Linked DNA regions of Sus scrofa: regions 2, 3, 4, 5 and 6 are each linked to region 1. Evidence: chromatin contacts called from public Hi-C, HiChIP or PLAC-seq and promoter capture Hi-C data. All regions are on one chromosome and are shown on one strand. Each heading gives the region's core, a stretch centred on a gene start, on an enhancer-like site or on the middle of the called end of the contact. The rest is flanking DNA. Distances are from core to core; before and after follow the strand shown.

The links. Promoter capture Hi-C pulls out the DNA fragments that hold promoters and counts their contacts. Hi-C and Micro-C count contacts between places; a contact is called where the count stands out from the background. HiChIP or PLAC-seq counts read pairs in DNA pulled down with a chosen protein or histone mark.
Region 2: a contact with region 1 is called in a promoter capture Hi-C map of liver, with 2.9 times the contacts expected there. The contact joins the promoter of USP3 here to the promoter of FAM96A in region 1. A contact is called at or near these places in 3 of 5 promoter capture datasets (fetal liver, fetal skeletal muscle and liver), 7 of 47 Hi-C or Micro-C datasets (alveolar macrophages, heart right ventricle, liver and 2 more) and 2 of 2 datasets of contacts at active chromatin or transcription factors (alveolar macrophages and skeletal muscle).
Region 3: a contact with region 1 is called in a Hi-C map of liver, with 4 times the contacts expected there. The contact joins the promoter of OAZ2 here to the promoter of FAM96A in region 1. A contact is called at or near these places in 2 of 47 Hi-C or Micro-C datasets (heart right ventricle and liver).
Region 4: an H3K27ac HiChIP or PLAC-seq map of alveolar macrophages shows a contact between it and region 1. The contact joins the promoter of RPS27L here to the promoter of FAM96A in region 1. A contact is called at or near these places in 1 of 47 Hi-C or Micro-C datasets (embryonic fibroblasts) and 1 of 2 datasets of contacts at active chromatin or transcription factors (alveolar macrophages).
Region 5: an H3K27ac HiChIP or PLAC-seq map of alveolar macrophages shows a contact between it and region 1, with 9 times the contacts expected there. The contact joins the promoter of APH1B here to the promoter of FAM96A in region 1. A contact is called at or near these places in 2 of 5 promoter capture datasets (fetal liver and fetal skeletal muscle), 1 of 47 Hi-C or Micro-C datasets (fibroblasts) and 2 of 2 datasets of contacts at active chromatin or transcription factors (alveolar macrophages and skeletal muscle).
Region 6: an H3K27ac HiChIP or PLAC-seq map of alveolar macrophages shows a contact between it and region 1. The contact joins the promoter of LACTB here to the promoter of FAM96A in region 1. A contact is called at or near these places in 1 of 5 promoter capture datasets (liver), 1 of 47 Hi-C or Micro-C datasets (liver) and 2 of 2 datasets of contacts at active chromatin or transcription factors (alveolar macrophages and skeletal muscle).

What each region holds. Positions count from the first base shown.
Region 1 is chr1:107,950,307-107,954,135 of Sscrofa11.1, reverse strand. FAM96A (MIP18 family protein FAM96A) reads right to left here and starts at 2,518. Exons shown (of 4, transcript XM_021093923.1): 1 at 2,224-2,518. The coding sequence starts at 2,347.
Region 2 is chr1:108,513,699-108,517,888 of Sscrofa11.1, reverse strand. It overlaps USP3 (ubiquitin carboxyl-terminal hydrolase 3), which reads left to right and starts at 2,278. Exons shown (of 16, transcript XM_021094102.1): 1 at 2,278-2,691.
Region 3 is chr1:107,322,602-107,326,586 of Sscrofa11.1, reverse strand. It overlaps OAZ2 (ornithine decarboxylase antizyme 2), which reads right to left and starts at 1,362. Exons shown (of 5, transcript NM_001301326.1): 1 at 1,168-1,362. The coding sequence starts at 1,187.
Region 4 is chr1:108,879,627-108,883,696 of Sscrofa11.1, reverse strand. RPS27L (40S ribosomal protein S27-like) reads right to left here and starts at 2,367. Exons shown (of 4, transcript XM_003480338.3): 1 at 2,040-2,367; 2 at 1,048-1,156. The coding sequence starts at 2,045.
Region 5 is chr1:108,761,682-108,765,505 of Sscrofa11.1, reverse strand. APH1B (gamma-secretase subunit APH-1B) reads left to right here and starts at 2,227. Exons shown (of 7, transcript XM_021094173.1): 1 at 2,227-2,493; 2 at 3,744-3,824. The coding sequence starts at 2,381.
Region 6 is chr1:108,921,851-108,926,231 of Sscrofa11.1, reverse strand. LACTB (lactamase beta) reads left to right here and starts at 1,747. Exons shown (of 6, transcript NM_001243362.1): 1 at 1,747-2,136; 2 at 2,568-2,634; 3 at 4,150-4,340. The coding sequence starts at 1,774.

The sequences.
Region 1 (3,829 bases), core at 1,269-3,768:
TATTAAATTCTTCAGGGAGTTTCCGTCCTAGCTCAGGGGTAACAAACCTGACTAGGATCCTTGAGGATGTGGTTCGATCCCTGGCCTGGTTCGGTGGGTTAGGGATCTGGCATTGCTGTGAGCTGTGGTGTAGGTCGCAGACACCGCTAGGATCCTGTGTTGCTATGGCTGTGGTGTAGGCCAGCAGCTGTAGCTCCAGTGAAACCCCTAGCCTGGGAATTTCCATATGCCTCGGGTGTGGCCCCCAAAAAAGCCAAAAAAAAAAAAAAAATTTTAGTTTATATTTAAACTTTCAGCACCCAATTCCAATCTGCTATGCATAAGTTTTGACCAGACCTTGACTTTTAACCACAAACCCTGCCTGTCATTCGCTAAACAAGTTATTGTCTCACTTCCATAATTTTGCTCCAGTTTCCTCTGCTTAGCATGGCCTCCACTTTTTCTTCTCTCTTTTTTTTTGGGGGGCCGCACCCACGGCATATGGAGGTTCCTACACAGCCACAGCAATGTTGGATCCGAGCCACGTCTGCAACCTACACCACATCTCACAGCAACATCGAATGCTTCACCCACTATGCACGGCCAGGGATTGAACCCACAACCTCCCGGTTCCTAATGGGATTCATTTCCCCTCTGCCATGACAGGAACTCCATATACTCTTTATATGTCCAGATCCTACCAATCCTTCAAGGCCCAATTCAAGTGACTCCTTTTTTTTTTTTTTTTTTTTTGTCTTTTTTTTTTTTTTTTTAGGGCTGCACCCTCGGCATATGGAGGTTCCCAGGCTAGGGGTCAAATCGGAGCTGTAGCCACTGGTCTACGCCACAGCCACAGCAAGGCCAGATCCGAACCTCGTCTGTGACCTACACCACAGCTCGACAATCCTGGATCTTTAACCCACTGAGCAACGCCAGGGCTGGAACCTGCATCCTCATGAATAGTAGTCAGGTTCTTTTCCACTGTGCCACAACTGAAACTACCAAGTGTCTCCTTAAAGTCTCTCCTTCCTCTGAATTTCTGTATCTCTCGTACAGTCTTTGGCCTTCTTTTGCATATGATTTTTAAGTTACATTTTTGCATTTATAAAGGCTCCCCTCAACAAAAGTGTGAGGACAAAAACTCTCTTTCAAAGTTGTATCACCAGTGCCCTGTTGTCCCTAGATGCTGGAGATAGAGATCTGACAGGACAGGAATGTGTCCATCTGCCTTGTGGAGATCATTCCATTCATAATTATCTCCTCATTGGGGTTAAGTCCTGCCTCTAGCAATAGGTAAACTAGATTAGCTCCAAATGTCTTTAACATCCCTGGCTTCTTTCTACTGGTCTATAATCCTTACCTGCATATTTGCATTCTTGCAGTTTTACCCTGGTTACCAGGAATTGCCGAAAGTTAGACCAGTCTTTTTAGTTTTCAAACACAATACTAGAAAATCCCCAAAAAAGGTAAGTCATAAAGCAAAAGTGCACTAAGTTTGGAATCAGAAGATTCCAAACTTAGTGATTGGTTTTTGGTGTTTCCTTAACCAAAACTTTGGTTTTGGTGTTTCCATGGAGTCAATGTGGCCTCCAAGTAGTTGCTTAACCACTCTAAACCTTTGTTTCCTCATCTGTACAGTGAAGACGGTTCCAGGGTTTGAAAAGAGTCTACCTGCATCTACATCTAAAACTCTGTGTGTGGTTTGCTTTTTTGTTCTTCTTTTGTTTTTGCATTCCAGGCTTAGCTGTGTGGAAAAAAAACAAAAACAACAACAACAAAACTTAAAGTTCAAGGCTAGGCTCTCAGGAACCTCTGGCTATTGCCTATGCAGAAAAGAGTAGCTGTGACCTTGAGCTAGTCCTCAACTCCACCCAGCAATGCCCTCGGCGGTGGCAGGATTGTGTGTCCAGGGGCTGGAGATAGGAAGCTCAAGTCATGCAATCAGGCCAGCTTTGCTTCCTAACCAAGCATCCTAGACTCCTGCTCTGCCCAGATGTCTTGAGATGGCCACTAGAACGTGAGGCAGACAAGAAAATTGAAGCATTTGAGACTCAGGGTTCGACTTGCCCTAGGTTTAGGAAGAACCTTATAAAGACCACATGCCCGAAAAACTTGGGACCCGGGAGAAAAAGCTTTCCATGCTCCCAGAAATCCGGCAAAAACCACTCCCACTCTCAGGTGAGGCCCAAGTTACCCCCGCCTCCATATATACCGCCAAACACTGCCCTCGGTAAAATTATTTACCATAAACCTCTAGCGCTTTCTCTTCCATGATCCGGGGCTGCCGGGCAGCTCCGCGCTCAAAGAGGCCGGAGAGCCACAGGACTCTGTTCAGCGTCCTGGAAAGCAGCCCGGACACCCGCTCCATTCTCACGCTCCGCCATCCCTGGCGACTGTCCCACCCGAGCCACCGTCTTTCAACAGCGAGCTTCACAATTTATCAACTTCCTGATCTTCAAAGGGGCCAAGACAAGCCTAAAAGGTCCTGGGCAGCAGAGACTAGGCGGGACTGGACGGAGTAGCGCGAAGGATCTAGGGAAAAAGGCTGCACGGACTACAAACCCCAGCATACTTTGCTCGGCTTTGGCGGACAGGAGGGGCGGGCGGGGGGGGGGGAAATCCCTAGAGGCACGTGAAGCGCGTTGTGTGCTGGGACGTATGGGCGTTTTCTTCGGAAGACGGAGAGCTGCATTATGGGAACTGTAGTTTCCCACGGTGGGGGGGTCGGGAGGGAGGTAACGTTTTGTTACCCATTACAAAATGCCTCACTCAGCGCTTGGATAAGCTAAGGATGAATACTGAAGAGGTAGGGAAAAGGAAATCTTGATTTCTAGTGCTGGAGGACGTCTACACGGAGACTCCCTACCGTTATTTCTCCGAGAGAGTGTCGCTTCCAGCCAAAGTTTTCTTAACGACTAGTCAGGCCGGAAGTGAGTTTCCGTTGCAGTGAAAGGACGTGTACTTGGATGGTTAGGCGTGGAGGGGGTTCCTTTTTGGTTTTGTCTCATAGGAACTCAGGCCAGCACAACTCCCAATACCCCCTGAATATTTCTGCCAGTTTCCCTCGAAGACAACTTAGAACGAGAGAGCTTTCCCCTGTGTCCGGTGTGTCTCACAGTGACATTAGAGATCGCAATCCTAAAAAGAACGTTCTAAGCCCTTTGGTATTGGTGGCTGTGATGATGCCAGTAACAAGGTTGATGGTATTAATTTTATCCATCCATCCTTCCAATCAAGTCTCAAACGTTTATTAGATACTTAATTTGCCAGACTTAGTCTATAGACGCGGAGGATACAAGATGGGACAGGACTCCCGCCCTTAAGCAGCTCACAGACCTGTGAGGGAGCCAACACCTGATGCTGAGAGATTTGCAGTTACAAACAAACTAAACCTTTTGTCAAAGTTGATGCCAAGTTTAGTATCATCTCTATTGAGAGGAAGGTCAGGATTTCTTGCTGAGTTATCCCATGATAACATATCCTATTTATCTTTAAAGATAAAATCTTATATAGCTGATTTAGACTTTAAGCCCACCAGATAATAGTGAATAGTTTAGGCCGCAGGAAAATTTGGTTCAGAGTTTAATAATTCCCCTGTCATCTGTTCCACTCCACTTACTCCACAGCAGTTGTGAGGATAATCCTAACTTCCTTGCGACCAAACTTAGCCCACTGAAGTCTCACCTCTTTGAGGCGTCCTGACTTCTCCAGGCAGAATTGATGATCTCTTACTATGCTCCCACAGCACATTATAGCACTGATCGTATTGAATTGTTAATTTACATGCCCGTCTCCCTCAAGCGCCTGGTGGGCAGAAGGAGCTTTATTTTTATATGTGAAACGCATAGCA
Region 2 (4,190 bases), core at 1,029-3,528, 560 kb before region 1:
ACACCTTACAAAGTGTTCTCACATTCCTGATGTCATGACAATGATAAAATCTGAGCTTAAGGGAAATTTAGAGATCACAGCAAAGAGGAAGAGGGGGCCAACTACCTGGCATATTGTTGGGCCACTTACTAAACTCCTGCCCATGGTAGACATTGCTAATCGATCACGCATTCATGATGAGCACTTATTTATTGGACGCCCTCTGTGTTCCACATGTTATGTTAGGAATAGAGCAGGAAACCAGACAGACTTGTTTGCTACCCTTATGGACCTCCAAGGGGAAGACAGACATTAAACAAATAATTATGCTGCTGAAGAGTGTTTTTAAAAGGCAGAGTGTGGGGCACACAAGGGCATCACACACCTGGAGGTAACCTGAAGGTGGGGCAGGGTCGGGAAAGGACTCCCTGAGGAAGTGATGTTCAAGCTGAGGTCTAGATGATAAGGAAACTGAGTCCTTTTGAGGGTGAAAAAAGTAGCATTACACGCCAGGATGAAAGACCCTGGTGAGTCAGTTCCATGGCTAAAAGAAGGAGCATGGATGATAATCGGGGGTAGCTGTCCAGAGGGAAACAGGTTGATCCAGACAGGCTTTGAAAAAGAATCAGTTGATAGGAGAGGGCTGGAGAGCCTGAGCAGAGGGCACATCTATTGTTTATACTCCCCCTTCCTAGGAATTATTCTCACTTGCTGTCATTAAAAAAAAGGGGGGCTATAAATTATTGACTTCCTACTGGGGGTGGCAAGTCTTGTGAATTCTCACGTCTTCCTTTGGAGATAAGCATTGTTTTCTCAGTTTTATAGACATAAAGGGCTTGGAAAGACTAGAAACACTGGCTAAAGTTGGTCCTCAAGTAGGCAGCAGAGCTAGGATTTGAGCAGCCGCACTTTCCACAATTCGGCACTGCCATAAAACCTCAAGATGGCTTGCTCTAACAGCAGTCAAAACTTGGGAGGCAACCAAAGAGTGTTGACCGAGGAATGGGAAATACTGGGGGGGAAAGAATGGGGGGAGAGTAAGGAAGGGTCAACAGAGATGCCGCAGGTGAATGGACACCGTTAGGCAGAGGAGTGCGCGGCAGAAACCAAGTGGTGGCGGGTAGTGTGGGGGATGGCGAAGCGTGGGAAGTGACTGAGAGGGCACTCCTGGACTGTTGCAGGACTGCCCTGTGGGGAGGTGCTCTGCTCTAACCACTACCCGGCCTGGCCCGGTTAATCATTTCCTGACCTTCCTTCCTCCTCTCACCCGGCCCGAGGGATTGCCACATCAGCCTTCCCCTCCCCCTCCCTGCCTCCTGGCCCTGTTGCTCCTTCGCCGGGTTTTACAAGGAGCCCCAACTTTGAGGCAATGTTTGTAATAGCCCCAGACATCCCCAAGGCAGTGCCCCCACAAAGATCGCAGCCTCGCTAGGGCGTAACCCCTGCCCCAGAGGCTGGCCCTATCCTTTTTCCACAAAGAGATCAGAGTGCCTGGGAGCCAATCCTAGTACGGATTAACGGTAAAAAGGGGGATGGTAACAGCTGCTGGCGTGATGGTGCGAGGTTTAAATGAGGTATTATTTGTAAAGTGCCTGGTTAGGAGGCAGCAGTGGGTGTTTAACAATTGTTAGGTCCCTTCTCTTTTCGTCACCTGGTAACAGTGACCGCGCTCTCAGCAAACGCAGGTTAAAACTATCTCACTTAAATTTACACTGAGGGTGAGGTATGAATGTCCGATCGTCTGCTCAAAGTAACGGAGATGGTGAGTCACTGTGACAGGGGTTGAACACAGGTTCATGAGTGCCCACGCGGGACCAGCCACTCAGCACCCAGGTGGCTGGCTAAGGTCACGTGTTCAAAAACTGGAACTCGATCACTATCGCACCTGCCGAAGGGAGCAGAACACTAAACTAGCACTGCTCTGGGACCTATGCACCCCGGTGGGTCTAGGCCCTTAATCTAAGCTTGTGTCTTCCTGTGTAAAAATGGGGCCACAGAGCCTGTCTGCCCAGGTGGTTTTTATTTTCTTCACATTTTTTTTGTGTGGTCAGATTTTCTACCGCGCTGTAGCCAGTCCACCACACACAACGCAGAAGCACTCTTTGTGAGCGCTCGCCCGGCCGCGGTAAAAGCGGCGGACTGGCCCTGTGTGCCCTGGTTTAGCGCCCCACCCTTCCAGGGGCGGGGAAGCCGCGGCAGTCCCGGCCAACAGAGTTGGGAAAGTCACTTCCGAGTGCAGCCAGACCCTGGGCGACCCGCCTGCGAGCGCGGGGACCCCCACCCCGCGGGAGAGGACGGGGGCGGGGCTGGGCTTGGAGGCGGGGCCTGCCCGGGGCAGGGCGGGGCCAGCCTGGGAAGACGGAAGCCCCCAGCCTAGGGGTGGCGGCAGAACCCGGATTCCGGAGTACCACGTTTTCCGGAGCCGGGCCTCAGGAGACGGCGGGCGGGAAAACCCGGCTCCCGGAAGCTTTTGCTTTCTTTGACGCAAGGGCTCGGGACTCAGCTGCCGTCTGCCGAGCGCCCGGCGAGGAGCGACCCCAGACGGATCCTTCTTAGTCCCTCCGCCCCCCACCTCGCCGGGTCCCGGAGCCTCCGTCCTTCTCGCCGCTCTCCGGGTGGCCATGGAGTGTCCGCACCTCAGCTCCAGCGTCTGCATCGCTCCGGACTCAGCCAAGTTCCCCAACGGCTCCCCGTCGTCCTGGTGCTGCAGCGGTGAGTGCGGCCCCAGGCGGCCCTGAAGCGCACCCGAGGCCCCGGCTCTGTGGGGCCTGCCGTCTAGGGGCCGCTGGCGGCCGGCGCGCGGACTTGGGAAGGGGTGAGGGCGAGCGGGGCTCGGCGGCTGGGGAGGGGTACGCGGCGAGGCGGGTGGTGCGGCGGCAGGCGGAGCGGCGGCGGCAGCTCCTTTGTTTCCCGGGGCCCGACGGTCCGGCCGGCAAAGGAGAGGCCCGTGAGGGGCGGGAGCCCGCGGGGCCCACGAGCGCGTGGGGGCGGCAGCGAGCGGGGACCTTGGTCAGCGGCTCGCGCCCCCGCGCAGCCCTGCTGTGATCGGGGGCTGCGCTGGCCCGTGTCCCCGGGTCGGGGGCGGCGGGGGCGGGTGTCCGGCCCCCACAAGGCGGCCGCACGTGTGGCGGGGCCCGAGTTTCGTCCCCTCCTTGACGGGACGGCAAAAGCGTTGCTCTCGGGGCGCAGCTTTGTCCAGGCTGCGGGGCGCGCTCTGGGGCCCTTCGCTACCTGCCTGGGCCCCCCATGCACCCGCGACCCGACCCACGCCGACCGGCGGGAACCGGGACCCGGAGAGGTGCTGAGTACTCAGGCGGCGAAGGTCGGAGTCTTTCATCAGCCAGAAAGGGTGAAGTTTGAAAACAGGCTGCTGGTTAAAAAGCTGAGAAGGCTAATCGAGCAGCTGCTTTGGAGGGGTAGCTCGAGTTGTCTTTCATATCTTTCGGATTGTCCGAAATTGCCTTGGGATTTCCGAGTTTTTGTGCTGTAGGACAGTTATTAGGTTTATGTAATGCTTTTGCATTGCTTAAGCTTCTTAACTCCTTCTGCCAGGCCCCTTCGAAGCCCCAGTACCCCCTTATTGTCTGCTCTAGAGACTTAGGATCGCACCGGCCACACTGCTTTGATTACTTCCTGGTAGGGCCCTGGTGCTGCTGATAGTCTTTGTTTATTAGCTTTGAGAGGATCAATGATAGCTTGGGTTGTAGTGTAAAATTTGAATTGTGCATTTCAAAAATCTTAAATTCGTTTGAATAAATAAAGGGAAGAAAATAGCAATGCTACGTACGATTTAGCTGTGTGACATTTCTCCTTGTGTGCCGGAGCTGGGAAGATAGTTTAGAGAATGCACTAACACTTTTGACAGGTTACTTTTTAAAGGGTGAATATTTCCTTGGAGAAAAACTCAGGTAATGCCGCAAAGAAAAATTCATTCTAGGATAAGGAATAGAAATAACTGCGGTTTCCTTGAGCTCTCAGAGGTTGGATGCTTGGCTTGGCTTTGTAAAGTCAGTATCTTTTTCTGCATGAAGCCTATAAAGATTATTAACTGGTTAATTTGTTTTACAGTGCAGTGTTGCAGTTCTTTTATGAGGGTGCAGAAACTTACCTAAGAATGTTTCTTTTACAGTGAATGTTGAGTATGAAACAACAAATAAGGTGTATCAAATTGCTTTACAAATTGCTTGGTAGTGCATTAGCTATAATTGTAG
Region 3 (3,985 bases), core at 113-2,612, 630 kb after region 1:
TTAGGGACAGAAACATGGGACATGCTTGAGGCATAAATGCAGGACAAGGGCTACTTTGGAGGAAAAGAGGAAAGGTAGAGAGAGGGAAACTGAATAATGAATTCTGCCTAGTTTGGGCAGGGGAGAAGTACATGTGAAGTAAGCATATGTGAAGCAAGCTGTTTCAGAAAGATGTGCAGTCTTTCTCTCCAATTAATAAGGGAGGGCTGGGTAGGGTTTTGAGGAAACATGAAAGGTCCAGTGAGCAAAGTATGGGGACTGATTTGAAAGCACTGGAGGTACTGGGAAAGAGGTATAGGGAAAAACGCAGGGTGGGCTGAATTCTGTAACCTAATATTCTAGCGATGCGGATCGGTTAAGATGAGAAGAGTATAAGAAAAAGTGAGAAAAAGTAGTTAAAAGGTAGGAGTGTTTAGAAGAGTGTTGGGTGGAAGACATCATTAGGGAACAGGATGGAGAACATGAGTCAAACCCAAAGTGTTTGAGAAATAAAAAGAATGAGATTGGGAGACAGGGGGCATGGGCCCAAATGGGAAAAGGGTGTGGAGGGAGGGCTGGAGGGAAAAGAGGAAGCTGCAGTGAGGGGCCAAGGGGAGGACTAGGCATCACTGTAAAGACTGCGAGGCCTGGGGAGGTGGGGGCCGGGGAGGGGGGTGACAGGTGGGGGGGCTGGGTCCAGTTGAGAACTGAAGGACGGAGCTTTGGGGGGGTGATAAAAGAGGCGTCTGGTTGGAAGGTGCAGTTTGAATTAGGGAAGGGGATTCAGAGGGAAGGGTGAAGTGACTTAAAAGGGGAAGGAAGATTTGGGGAGATGGGAAACAATCTGGGGAATTAGGAATGAGAGAAAAAGCACGGTTCGGTGGGGCAGAAAGGAAATAGGGACTGGATTGGAAGACTGGGTCCCGGTTTGTGGGGGCTTTTACGGGAGGAGGAAGCCCGGATGAGGGGGATGGGCCGGGCTGGAGGGAGGGGGGCTAAAGGACGGAAGGAGGCCCAGCTGCGAGGCTGGGGCTCAGACTGGGGTGGCTGAAGTAGGGAAGGGACTCAGTGGGGGCTTGATGGTGCCCTCTGGAGGAGGGCCGGGGACCCGCTGGGTGGTGGGGAGAGGAGGCCCTCTGGAGCAGACGAGGGGAGGATGGGGGCGGGGAGCCTGGGCCGGGCCGTTACCTGTCCTGGGTGTTTATCATCCTCGGCGGCTCTGCTCAGGGTGGGAGGAGGCGGCGCAGGGAGTGGGTAGGTGGATGAGTGGGTGGGTGTGGGGTCACGCGCGCGCGCGCGGGGCCGATCTGTGCGGGCTAAGTCCCTGTCAGGCCGCGGGCCCAGAGCCCTCCTCCTTGCCTCAGCGAGCGCCTGCCTCCAACTGACCCTCCCCGGCCGCCGCCGACGCTGCAGCAACCGCCCCGCCCCCAAGTGCCTCATCTACATAGCCCCACCCCAGCGCCGCGCGGTGTCCTGGGAAACTGGGGCCCACAACAAAGGGCAAAGCACCGCCCCGCCTCTGCGCAGGCGCGTCAAGCCGGTAGCGGAGTCAGGGCAGCGCCAGGGCCTTAGGGGAAGCAGCGTGTAGAAGGGATCGTGCCCCAGGCGGTGTCGTGGTGGAGATGGCTGGGCGAGCCGTAGGATGTTTCATTTCAAGTAGAATTTATTGGGCATTGGCTTCACCCTTGTTTGCGTGGGGTTTAGCAGGGCTGTGACACTTATAGGCCCTGGGAAGCTATTAAACAAAACAAAATCGTTAATCTAAGATTAATACACATATATTAGTGTCATTCTAGGCTAAGGCCAAGCCCTGAGATCTCCATTACCTCCGCTCACAGTGCAGATCAATAACTTAAACTGTCAGCTAAGATCAGCAATATCTTCACCTTAAAAACATATCTCAGGCCAAGGGTTAAGGCCTTACACGGGCTGGTGGTCATCTAATGCCAAGTGGCTGTGGATCAGGATCATAGTCACCTGACAGTAGTGGTGGAAGGCACCAACACTGCCATGTTTACAAGCACTTCATATCACAGTCATGCAAGATTACTAATCGACAGTCACTATCCCTGCTGGTCCTTATCACAGATCAGTGCCAACAGGTCACAATCACTGGTATGCAGACCCCTCAGATCACAGTCACTGCAGGCTGCAATCACAGGCACTTCAACAAAATCAGCTTTTGACTCTGTTCACAGTCAACTCACAAGAGAGGTCACGTTATCTCAGATCATAATGGGTTACTGTCACCTCAAACGCCATTCATTCATTTAGTCAACAAGTAATTTTTGAGCAGCTACTTACTATGTGCTTCAGGCATGTGGTAGAGTCCAGGAATACTCAGTGATCAACTAGGCAAAGTTCCTGCCTTGGATGTCACAATCTGATCCGAGGGAGGGACACAGAGAGGCCATCATACTATGAGGTAAGTGCTCAATCTGAGGGAGGCCACAGAGAAAGCAACTAGGGAATTAAGGATGGCTTCAAAGAAAGGGTGGTCACAATCATTCCAGATCAAAGGTCACTCTGACTCCAGCTGAAAACAGCCCCATGTCACAAAAGTGCCACATAGAGCCGTCTCAGGACCTCTACTTGACAAACAATGTGCTTTTGGTTTTTGGATGATGATAAATCAGGGATGGAAGATGGGTTGGAGCTGCCAAACTAAGTCAAAAATTGAAGTGGTAAATGATACCAGAACTGCCCAGATTATCACTAGACATAAAAGCAAGACTAGTCCCATGCTCTGGCTCATTTTAGATCATCTATGTTGTCCCCAAGGGACTGTCCCTACCTGATTTTCCCATTTCAAGCCAGGTGTGTTCTTACATTAGCCCACAGCAGAACTAAACAATTACATCTAGCCCTGACCGATCCCGTCTAATTGTCCCAGAGACCTGGGCAATCTTCCTGTTCCCCAAGGAAGATGGGGTGGCTCACTTCTGCCAGCCCATCCCTGGATGAGTGACCCATGGCCTGAAGGACAGTTTTTGAACAGCCAGCAGATGCTAAATCACTGTGTCAATAAAAGCCACATTTACTGAGCATCATGCTGAAGCATGAATTTGTACAACAGTTCCCCCACGTCCATTTTACAGATGAAAAGAATTAAAACTCAGGGAGACTATGCCAACGAATATTTTCGAGGGCCTATATATACCAGCCAAGTTAATTTATTTGTTTTAATTCAAAGCCAGTAAGTGGTAGAGTTAGAATTTGTACCTGGGGTATTGCCTGATCCTGTGCTCTGTCTGTATTCACATGGTGTAGTGACAAGGTGTCTGCCACAACTTACTACTTGAAGGAGTGACCACCTTGATGGGTGCCTGGCCAGCCAGTGAAAAATTCACAAAAATGGGAAGCCACCTTTCTCTAATCTGTGCTGTCCAATAGGATAGCCACTAGTCATGAGCAGCGATTTAAACTTAATTCAAATGAAATGAAGTTTACAACTCAGTTCCTCAGTCCCATTAGCCACGCTTCATGTGCTTAACAGCCAAATGGGGATAGTGCTTACAGTACTGCACAGAGCAGATTTCCCATCAACACAGTAAGTTTCAGAGAGTTCTGTATCCCATCACTCCCTTAAGCCTATCTACCTCAGTCACCACTACAGGTTCTAGTTCCCTCTCATCCATTATCTCCTCCATCCTTGTCTTCACACTGGCTCCCAGCCACACCCTGCCCCGTACCCTCTGCAACCTGAGATCAGCAATTCATTCTTCCATATCAGCTTTTAAGATGCTGCCTTTACCTCCTTCCCTTACCTGAAACCCGGTTCCCCTTCTAAGGATACTGCTTTTTTAACAGCCCTCTTAGATGAATGCTATTTTCTTCTGCTTCTTCTTCTAGGGCTGCACTTGCAGCATATGGAAGTTCCCACGCTAGGAGTCGAATCAGAATTGTAGCCACTGGCCTATACCACAGCCACAGCAACTTGTGATCCAAGCCTCGACTGCGAGCTCACAGTAATGCTGGATCCTTAACCCACTGGGCTAGGCCAGGG
Region 4 (4,070 bases), core at 1,118-3,617, 930 kb before region 1:
TGTTGGGCATATCACTGCAGCAGCATGGGTTGGGTCTATGGCACAGGTTTGATCCTTGGCCGGGGTACTTCCACATGCTGTGGGTGTGGCCCAAAAAAATTTATCTTTTTTTTTTTTAAGGTAAAAATAATATATTCTATTGAACTCAACACTTCAAAAAGATTATCATTTCAACATGTAAATCAAAGCTTTTTATCCCCATTCTACATCTTCAAAATCTGGTATATATTTTATACGTGAAGATACAGCATGGTGGAGCTTCCTGTTGTTAGCTCAGTGGTAACAAACCCAACTAGGAGCCAAGGACTGGAGTTTGATCCCTGGCCTTGCTCAGTAGGTTAGGGATCTGCTCAGTAGGTCAGGGATCCAGTGTTTTGCTGTGAGCTGTGGTGTAGGCCAAAGATGAGGCTTGAATCCTGCATTGCTGTGGCTGTGGTATGGGCCAGCAACTGCTGCTCTGATTCAACCCCTAGCATGGGAACCTCCATATGACACAGGTGCAGCCTTAAAAAAAAATTTTTTTTTTAAAATACAGCATGATAGTGGCTATAGTTAATAATACTGTATTGAATGTATTGAATATGTGAAAATTGCTAAGAGTATATCTTAAAAGTTCTTATAAGAAAAAAATTTTTATAATCATGGTGACAGATATTAACTAAACATTGTGATGATCATTTCCCAATACATACGAATAAAGAATCATGAAGTGTTTACACCTGAATAATGGCCATGCTGTTGAGCCCCACAGCTTTATACTGAAGAATCAATATACTTGTCACTGCATATTGAAAAAGAAAACTCATCATCTGAACAGCTTAAAGATTTAATAAGTTAAACATCATGTCCGCTTTGGAGTCCCATGTTCTGACACCCCTCCCCCAAATGTTTCCACAGTGGTTTATTATGGAAATAACCCTTATGACACTCCAATTATTTAATCCCACTTCTATGCAACCCAGGGTCCTATATCTAAACACTACACAACACACTAAATAATCCTTACAGAAATTTTCCTTTAAAAAGTATTAAGGTTTGAAATTTTACCTGGACATTTTACATCCATAAAGTAAGAATTTGGACTCTGAACCAGACGTTTCTTTTTATGTTTTTTCTTCTCCTCTTCCAAGGAAGGATGCAGTAAATCTCTAGCCAACTGAATAAAAAAGCATATTATTACTACTAGAATGAAACCACAACTCTGGCAGATTTAATCATGGGCGAGATATACATGCAAAAATAGAATAACAGTCATACTCAGAAGAGGCGCGCGCTCTCTCTCTCTACATATATATATATATATATATATATAAAATTGTTTAAAGGCTGTTAACTTTCACTAATACTTTTTATAATGCTTGTGTTCTCCAAGTCCCATAAAGGGGCTTTACGACGATCGGGAAACATATGGTAAGGTCAGAGCCGTTCTTCTTCACTTTAACAACAGTCTCCAGTGAAAATAAAACTCGGGTGTTAAGTAAGAACGTGATCCCTGAACCCGCCGAGAGTAGAAATCGCCGAGGTAGATCCGATAGTGCCAACATCGAGATGATTTCTGCCCCCAGGGTTCAACATCTGATCTGACAAGAACTCTTAAGTGCCTGACGCATGACTGTCCTAGATAGAGTTAATGTGTATGGCAACAGCGAAGACAGTTTTTAAAAAGGAAACAAGTAGGAAATTTCTACGGAAAAGGCAGAGGAGGCAAGAACCACGAAGCGAAAGGAGAGCAAGAAGCCTCGCGGGTGCGCACCGGAACCCAAGAGAGCAGAGTTAAGTTACTCGGGAGCTGTCCCCTCCCAGCCACCGACTCCAGACCGTGCGCTCCACGCCCAAGCAGGGCCCGACACGCCGCGCCGCCCGGACAAGTCCCAACAAGTCCGCCACGCGCGAAAAGAGCCGCTTGATCGGCGCTGCCGAGCCGCGATCGGCAGGGAACCCCGGGGGCCCGCGGAGACATCGAGCTAGCCCACCCCAGGGACCCCTCGGCCGATGGAGACGGCCAAAACCAAAGCGAAGCCTGAAAGTAAACAACTCACAGGCATGTTGATCCTTTTGCAAAGCACAGCCCTTCCAGACAGCTATGCTATACCCTCGGCGAGCCGCACGCGACCTGGAGCGCGGCGTCAACTTCCGGGATAGAGGAGGCTGGGAGGAGCGGCGGGCGCGTCCACTCTAGGCTCTCCTCTCGGTGGTGGGAGCGGGCTCCGGCCGCGATCCCCGCGACCCGTCTAGGGGAGGTGCGGAGGGGCACGCCCATCCGAGCTCCCAAAGCCCGAGATCCTAGCGCGTCCCTAGGCTAGGGCCGCGGCCCTCAAAGCTTCACACCGGGCCGGTGGTGCCAGGGGCCAGGCTCAACTGGTGTATGGCGGGTAGGGAGCCACGTTGGGCCTCTGGAGCGCAGGCAACCACTGCAGAGCGGACCTGGCTGGGCACGCTGAGTGGCTGGTCCGAGAACCCCACGCCAAGCCCTCCACTCTCCTGCCGCTCTGCGGGCGGGCACGTGGGAGATGCCTATGTTCTGTTCGTGTGTGTATTAAAAACTGTGATTAATTAAAACCATTAAAATGTGCCAGTGAGATTATAAAAGACTCGTATACTTGCTCATCTGGCTTCCAAGGTACCGGTTGTTAAATTCTTTGCGGGATGCTGCTGTGCCTTGGGTTTGCCTGGCCCTGAAAACGGTTTTAACGAGCACCGATTCGCTGCCGGGCTTTGTTCTCCTTTCTATACTGGGGATCACACTTTGCAGAGCGAACAGCTCAGGCTGAAAAAACGGTTGAGTGTCACCGATAGCCAGACTTGAAATGTTTTTGCTGAGGAGGACAGTCCTGTGGATTGGGTGTGAGCGAGTCTGATCAAAAGCTTAGAAAACAGGGAGGCGCTTGACCAGAAAAGTGTCCAAAATAGACATTCTCGATCAGCTTTTATTTCTCTTCGAAAAAATAATCCATGTGTAATACACATTTAGGAAAGTGAAGAAAAAGAGAAGAAATTTAAACTCACCGTTGAGAAGTAAACATTTTAATATTTTGACCTATAGCCTTCCAAACATTTTTTTAGTCAGTTGCATATATGTTTGGGGTTTGGTTTTACGTAATTCATATCTCTTGCGCATATTCTTTTATAGACTTGCCCCCCATTACTGTATAATGAACATCACTCCGGCACTCTATATTATCCTACATTATGACTTCTAATGGGCACATAGCATTCATCCTGTGAATAATCCTCTTTTCATCCATACGCTAAATTGGACACTAGGGCTGGGGTTTTTTTTATACTATTGAAAATATTAGTTAATATATTTTCAGACAGATAAGTACATGGATTAATACAATTGCATATGCAGAATCATAGCCTCCAAAGATAATGTTTTCATCCCTAGAATGTGTGGTTATATGGCAAGTGTAATTAAGATTGCTTGGAGTTCCCATTGTGGCTCAGTGATTAACGAATCTGACTAGGAACCATGAGGTTGCAGGTTTGATCCCTGGCCTTGCTCAGTGGGTTAAGGATCTGGCGTTGTGGTGAGCTGCAGTGTAGGTTGCAGATGCGGCTCTGATCCCTCCTTGCTGTGGCTAAAGCTCCGATTAGACTCCTAACCTGGGAACCTCCATGTGCCGTGGGAGCGGCCCAAGAAATGGCAAAAAGACAATAAAATAAAAAAGCCACTAACTTTATGGCAATTTGTTATAGTGAAAATAGAAAACGAATACAATAATGAAGATCCCTCAACCCACCAACCAGCTCTGTCAAATCTTAACACATAGTACTCCATTTGCCAATTTTTCACTATTGAAATAGCACTCTAAGAAGCATTTTTGTGGCTGAGTCTTGTCCATCTTGATTATTTCCTTAGGATAAATTCCTAAAGGAGGAACTACTGAATCAAAAGTTCAGCACATTTTAAGGTTTATAATATAAACTGCCAAATTACTTTTACTCTCCAGAAAGTCAAACCAATTTACGATCCAGATATAAATGCTTGAGAATGCCCCTTTCTTTGCATCCTTGACATTATTGGATATTATGTTTTTTCCCTATCTCAGTCAATCCAAAAGAAAGAA
Region 5 (3,824 bases), core at 978-3,477, 810 kb before region 1:
CCTATGCCACAGCCACAGCGGCTCTGCATTTCGAGTTGCCTACTTCCAAGTATTTAAGGTGGCTTTAACACATAGATCTTGGTTACAATTGGGGTAAACAAATCATCAAAATAGGAATAAAATAATAAGCTGTCTTCTGAAGTCATGGCAGTAATTGTAATTAAAAAGAAGAATAGTTGCTATAATTGATTATGAAATTTAGCTCCAAGCTTCCTGGGAATCAAGTTAAAACTTGCATATGCTAAGTTAGCTCTCATGCTGAGTATATGTATGCACTTGTCAGGAGAAACACTTTTTTCTAGCCCTGAACTCAAACAGTAAATTCGAGATATTGAATAACGATAATGATAGTTTTATGAAATATCCAAGAAAAAAATGTAGATGACCATTTTTTTACCCAAAAAAAAATGTGTTCACCTGTTAGTGGGTATCTAGCCAAAAGACACAGCCACGCCAAAGATCAGGAGAAGGAAGGGCTTATTACTTGCAGCAAATAAGGAAAACACTGGTGATTTTTCCCAAAGCGGGGTCTCCCCAAACAGCAAAACTGGGGAAGTTTTAAGCTAAAGGTACATGAGTATTCATGAAGGGGCTTGAGCAGAGGAGAATTCAGCATAGAATTGGGGGAAAGGTGGACAGAATCTAAGCTTTGGTTGATTATTAATTACTGAGACCCGTTCAAGGACAAACACTGTAGTCAGGTTTAGATCACAAGAAGGCTTGGGCCAAAAACGGCTTTTCTTATGTTCATAAAGTCATGCCTGGTTCTCTCTCTCTATCTCCTTACAATGTCTTTAATTAAAAATACTAATTTACCCCAAGGACATAAGTACATTGGGCATTCATGAAGGCATTTCTGTATGGAGCTGAAATAATGTAATTGCATTTGACAACTTTGATTCAGGATAGAACCAAAAGAATCTATCCAATGATGAGTCACTATCACTTTATTTAAAAAAATTTTTTTTAATGAATAGCTTTATTTTTTCATTTTTTAAAGTTTTTTGGAAGTTTAGTTGATTTATAATGTGATAGAGTCACTATCACTTTCAACTGTTGTCTCAACCTGAGTTACTTAGTAGGTGCTGGTCAAAACATTTCAAAATGAAGAAATACTGTGTAGAGTAAGAGGAAAATATATATGTCTGTTTCAAACAAAGCTGACATTTTACCATAAAAATTAAATACTTGTATTATGTGAAGGCCCATTTTCAGAGATGACCACAAAACATCTTCAGTCAGGGCCCCAGCTTTTGTCTTTTCAGTGTTGATTTTCAAGAGCTTTATTCAGGATAGGCATTAAAGATGGGTAGGAATGGCTGATACTTGCATAGCACTTAACATGTGGCGCAATCCTCAAAACTACCCATGAATTATTATTGTTATTATCCCCACTAGACATGGAGATAAATCTTAGATAAAATGACCAAGGAAATTAACCTTCTGGTTTTATTTTGTAAACCTTTCAGAAATTGTTACTGTAGCAAATGTTTGTAAGTTCCATTTTTAAAATTATTTCATTCATTGAACAGTTATTTAGTGAGCATCTTCTAGGTGCTGTGGAAACAACGGAGAACAAAACAAAGACCTTGCCTTCCAAAAGTTTACATTTTAATGGGGGAGGCAAGCGAGCAAGTAAAAACCAAGCAAGGAGATGTTGCTGTAATTACAGGGTGATCAGAGAATGCCTTAAAAAACACCTTTAAGACACGGCAGGAGCGAGGAACAAATAAAACCAGCTCAACAAAACAAGCTCTTACCCTGAGGGTTAGCGCCTGGGTCACCGCTATCCCAAGCTTGGGTTTTGTACACAGTTGCACGAAGTTCCCCCAACATTACAGATGGCAAAATGTGCTTTAAAAAAGACTCCTCTGTTTAGAAATGGGATCCTATCTACCTGCTGTGCGAAGTTTTTCTTTAGTTGATCTGGAATTTCCCCCTATCCTGGCACCAAAGCAGTTTGGAGACCCCCCCCTTCTTTCAGCCATCTCGCGGCCAATATCCTGGGCCTGATGGATGGTGTACTTGTGGCCGGGGCGGGGGTCGGGACGCTACAGTTCGTCCTACAAAGCCGCGCAGACAGCAGGAACTGCTTTGCCTCCAGGTCTGCCAGCCCGGAGGTGAAGCGCGCCTCGAGCCCGGGCGCCGGGGTCCCTCTGGCGCTCACGGCTTCGCCCCGCCTCCGGGCCCTCGCCCCGCCTTCTGTTCCTCCGACGCGCCACGCCCCAACGCCGCTCACGGCCACGCCCCGCCTCCCGTCCCTCCGCCGCGCCCTGCTTGCAGCCGCTCTCCTGCCCCGCCCTCACCCCGCGCTCAGCTCTATCAGCGCTCAGCGCCCCCAAGTCCCCGCCCGGCCCCCGGGTCGGCTTTTGCTGTCGCCATGACGGCGGCCGTGTTCTTCGGCTGCGCTTTCATTGCCTTCGGGCCTGCTCTCGCCCTCTACGTCTTCACCATCGCCACCGAGCCGTTGCGCATCATCCTCCTCATCATTGGGTAAGGTGGTTGCGCCAGGAAACCCAGACCCGGGGTTCCCCTCCCCCGCTGGGGTACCGGCAGTACTTGGCGTTCCCTCCAAACGACTTGACCTCGATAGGCTTTGGAGGGGAGAAGGATTGGGAGGGGGAGAGCGGAGACCCATCTCCCCTGGGACTCTTCGCCTGCGACCCCAGAGGGCGAGCTCAGAGGGAGAGCACATCACACCGTAGGTCTCAGAAAAACCCCTACGCTTGTCTCCCGGGTGTGCTTTAATAAGTCATACATTAAAACTGTATTAAAAATTGTGGATAAGTTCAAATATTCATCTTTTATTCATTTGGAGAGGGGAGGTCCCTAGTTTCCCTCAGATTCTAACAGGCATTTGTAATCCCAAGCAAGAACCCTTAAGCACCTGGGCGTCAGGTGTTTTAAGATATCCGCGATGCTCAGCTCCTACCTCTATTAACTGAATCGGAAGGTCAGGGGCCTGGGATTCGGACTACGGAATTTTTTAAAGCGTCCCAGGTGATTCCCCGGTTCAGCCAAAGGGTAGAAACGTGGGGAAACAACACCGCACCTGTAGTACATCTCCCTGCAGGAGCTTGGTCAACACCGAACTCTCGTAGCGATTGTGGTCATAATCTCCGTTTTCACCTGTCTGGCAGCTCTTGGGCTCCCCAGAGTGTCGCTTGGCCAGGCGATACCAGTGATTGCCACCTTTTCTGACCTTCTTGAAAGTGCCTCATCACAAGTGTCATTTAAAAAACAATAGTGATTTGGGTAAAAGTTCTGTAACCCTTGTTATAATCATTAAAATCCACAGGAATGTTGTAGAAACCAGGCCTGGAAAACTGATCTAGATCAGAGCATAGGTTTTCAACCTCGATTTTAAAGCCAGCCAGTCACTCTGTTAATAGAGATGCAGACATTTGTTTGCACATCAGTGGGCAAAGCTTTAATAAGGAAGTGGAGCAAATAACCAAGTTTCCAGCCAGACAGCACTTGGCAGATAGTCTGCAGCAGTACTTAGAAATAACAGAGTCACTGAAAAAGTGATTTTTAGGGAAAAAAAAATCTCAAATTCCTCTTGGACTTCATGTTGATTTCACCAGGGAAACTGCACCATTGATTAAGAACAGTTGATTCAGAACATCACTTCATGAACATTTTCTTGGTCAGGAAATCCATTCCTTTTCAAGCAAGATTTTTTCTGCATTTAAATCATTATTAATCCTGTTCACTTGTAATTTTTTCCCCCCAATTTTCAGAGCCTTCTTCTGGTTGGTGTCTCTGCTGCTTTCCTCCCTAGTTTGGTTCATGGCAACAACCATTACTGATAACAAAGATGA
Region 6 (4,381 bases), core at 498-2,997, 970 kb before region 1:
GTTTCACAAATCTTTGGGAAATATATATGTATTATTTAAATAATTTAATATTTAGACTAATATTGAATAATTTTTAAAATAAAATATTTAAAATAAACAGTATATAATATTATGTGTAATATATATAAAATTATATGTATATCCCAAAGTATAAAAAGAAAATTATAAAATTGGAATGGATGTTTATCTTCAAAATTAACATATCATTAACTGTTTGATAGGATTATACACATTTTACACTTTGTAGTAATTTGAGGTTGGACTTATTATTTCACAAGAACCTCTGGCGTTCCCATTGTGGTTCAGCCAGTTAAGAACTGGCGATAGTGTTTATGAGGAGGCGGGTTTGATCCCTGGCCTCACTGCATGGGTTAGGGATCCATTTTGGCAAGCTTCAGGGTGTAGGGGTGTAGGGTGCTCATGCACTGGGATCCAGTGTTGGGGCAGCTATGGCTAGGCCTGCATCTGCAGCTCCCAAAGGACCGCTAGCCTGGGAATGTCTATATGCCACAGGTGCAGCAGTAAAAGGAAAAAAAAAAAAAAAATCTCCGATCATCTACAGTTGTCAGGAATCATAGTTAACTAAATTGTACAAGTTACATTTGGTTTGTTTGGGTTTTTTTTCTTTATGGCGGCAAAAACAGTATATGGAAGTCCTAGGCCAGGGATTGAATCCCAGCACAACTGGGACCTATCATACAGCTGCCCCAACGCTGGAGGGAGCCTTTAACCCACTGCACAGATGAACAATGAAACCTGCACCTCCCCAGCTACCTGAACTGTTGTAGTCGGATTCTTAACCCACTGTGCCACAGCGGGAACTCCTGGATTAAATTTTTTTTTTTTTTTTTTTGGTCTTTTTAGGGCCGCACCTGCAGCATAGGTTTCCAGGCTAGGGGTCGAATGAGAGCTGCAGCCGCAGGCCTATGCCACAGCCATGCCAGATCTGAGTCACATCTGCGACCTGCACCACAGCTCACTGAAACACTGGATCCTTACTCCAGCCAGGAATTGAACCTGCGTCCTCATGGTTACTAGTCGGATTCGTTCCCGCTGAGCTACCAGGAACTCCCGGATTAGAATTTTTAAGTGTAAATTTTATTTAAAACTTTTTCACAGCAAAATAAAAAAAATTAATATAAGGACTGAATATAACAAATGTTTGATGTGGTGTGGAGCTAGACAGCCATAAGAAATTTTAAAGGGTGTTAGGGGAAATGGAAGGAGTCTATATGAGACAAAGAATAGTGATAGCAAGAGAGATGAGGGTTCTGGGAGGAAAGGGGATCCCTGCTGAGCCGCTGCTGTGTGCCAAGCGCAGTTCCAAGAGCAGATGTACCAAATGTAGCAGTCAAGGCTCTCCAGAGGTCACAATCTGGTAAAGAATCAAATTAGTTTGTAAATTAGTAAAACAAAGTGTTAAATCTTATTACGGCAGTTGTGCACACTGGAGGTCTAGGTGTGGCGAAAACTCCAAACAGGACAGAGACTAGAAAGGCTTCTCTGAGGAGGAGACACTAGATCTAAGAGGAAGCAGCGGGGGGAAAGTGCGGGGCACAAAGATGAGGAAATATCTAGAGTGGAGGCAATGTGAAAGGGAAAAGGAGGAAGCACTCCATGCGATCGGCGCTCTGGCCCTCGGCCCTCGACTGCTAAGGTCTGAATGCGGTAGCCACCCCTTTCCCTCTCCCCTCCCCTCCCCTCCCCACCCCGCGCCTACGCTGCCCTCCTGGCCTGCGCTAGCTCAGAAGCTGCCAGCCCGCTGGAGACGCCATGTACCGGCTCTTGTCAGCCGTGCCGGCTCGGGCCGCGACCCCCAGAGGCTGCGCCTGGGGCTGCGGGCGGCGCGCTGCCCACCAGCGCGCCGGGCTGCCGAAGCTCGGCCCCGGCTGGGTCGGGGGCCTTGGGTTGGGGCTGGGGCTGGCCCTTGGTATGAAGCTGGCAGGAGGGCTGAGGGGCGCGTCCCCTGCGCCGCCCCCTGCGGCCCCCGACCCCGAGTCGCCGATTCTAAGCGAGCCGCTGCCGCCTCAGGAGCAGCCCCTCGCCCCGTGGTCTCCGCACACCCCGGTGCCGCCCCACGCCAGGCGCTTCGCCAGAGCCATCGACAGCAGCCGCGACCTCCTGCACAGGATCAAGGTGCGGCGACGGGGGGCGTAGGCGGCTGGGGACCCAGCGCCCCACCCCCGGCATCACCGGGGAATGAGACCCCTTGGTGGTCACCTCTCGGGGCGAGCGGGCCCCACCCCGGGTGGCTGGATGCCCACGACCGGCTTCCGAGAAAGACTTCCCGTTTCCCGACCTCCTGGCCATGGTTAGACGCACTTGGGGGGTTGCCCAAGTTGGGGCGGAGGTCACCGCCCGCCTCGGAACCACCCCTTCCCCCCTGTGTGCCCAGCGAGCACACCCCTCACGGTTAGCTCCCGCCAGGCATGAGCCGAGGTGGGCGGGGCCCTGCCGGGGAGGCGGGGCAGTGGGGCGGGGCCAAGGGAAAGCCCCAGACGAAGTTGCTGGCGGACGTGCAAGGTGTCTGTTTCGGTCTGTGTTTGTACTCTCCTTTCTGCTCTTAGGATGAGGTGGGCGCGCCAGGAATAGTGGTTGGAGTCTCTGTGGATGGAAAAGAAGTTTGGTCAGAAGGTGGGCTCAGAAGGGTTTTATTTATAGCCTTGTTTTGTGCCAGTCGGCGAATGAAATCTTGATGTGTTACTCAATGGAGTGAATACCGTAAAATTCTGTTCAGTTTTCATAAAACCATACACACTATAGAGAAAACATATCTAACAGAATCGGACTTTCTGTAAACAATAAGGTTTAAAATTGACTCTGATGAGTAAGTTGGGGTCTTAAGGATCATTCGTTTCTACTCCCACTTTCCTATAAGACTGGTTTTATTGTTCTCAAAATTGTGTATATAATAGCCTGTTAACTGCACATTTGTAGATAACTCTTACGAGTAGACAAACTGTCAGGATTTTGTGTTTTTCTTTTCTAATTCACTCAACAATTTATTGAGTTCCTTAGTTTGTAAAATGCACTGTAGTAATAACTGGGAATATACACAATTCCTTTTCCTTAATGAGTTTGCGATCTACTTAACAAAAGCAAAAAAAAACCCAAAAACCATGCAGAAGTGTCAGGTATTTTTTTCAAACAAAAAGCAGCTTTGGAAGAGAGATTTCTAATCATTCTATGATACTTTAAAACTTATTTTATAATTTAACTTACTTTTCCTTTGCACACAAATTGATCCATCTGGTCATAGCAGGTTTTTAGGAACCCTACCTTTAGGAAATGTTGTTTCAGACATCACTTAGAGAAAGTAGTACTTTTAGCAGTTGATAGGAACTGTAAACTTTTGAATTCGAAGAAATATGATTCTTTCCCTAAGTTTAAACCTAGCCCAATTAACATACCTGATTTATGAAAGATAATGTAATAAAAAATTCTATAAATATCAGCCCTGTGAGGGCTTTTTTTGTGAAAATATTTTTCAGCATAATCTACATTTACAGTTGAAAATAATTATTGTATGTCTTTTCATTCTTTTCAGATCTCAATTCTATGTATTTCTTAGATTTCCACACTTTTATCCTACAGAGGGTGAAGCTTGACTTAAACCGTTTTCTAGAAGGTGCTTTAAATTAGTAGTACATTGTATTTCTTCTGATTTGCAGCTGAGTTAAATTGATTGTTAGCTAGATTGGATTTGCAGGACATCTTTTCACATTTATTTCTATTGGTAGTTATTTTAAGGAATTTAGTGGAAACTCACTTAAAAAACCAAGAATAAATAGAACTTGAAGAACAGTGATATTTTTCTTAAAGCATGTGAAATAATTTATTTAAAATGTGGAATAACCAAATCGTTTAGATAAGCTAGGAAAAGTTATTAACTGAATCAGAAAATCACTCTTGTGAACAGGGTACAATTTCAGTTTAGTTATAAGGTTAAATTGTTAGGCTTACTGTTGTAAGTATTGCTAAAACTCTCATCCCTTATATGTTTAGTTTTAATTAACTTATAAAAGTGGAATACCTTTTCCTTTATATAAACACATAGAATGTTTTAAGCTGGTATTGTTTCCAATTTTGAAGACTCCTTTGACCATGAAGCAGCTGTTAATAATGACTCTTCACTTTTTTCCCCCAAAGGTTTAGGTTATGCTGATGTTGAGAACCGTGTACCATGCAAGCCAGAGACAGTTATGAGAATTGCCAGTATCAGCAAAAGCCTCACCATGGTTGCTCTTGCAAAATTATGGGAAGCAGGGAAACTAGATCTTGATATTCCAGTACAACATTATGTTCCTGAATTCCCAGAAAAAGAATATGAAGGTGAAAAGGTGATGAAGCTCACAGTTCATTTTTCTAATGACATTTAAGT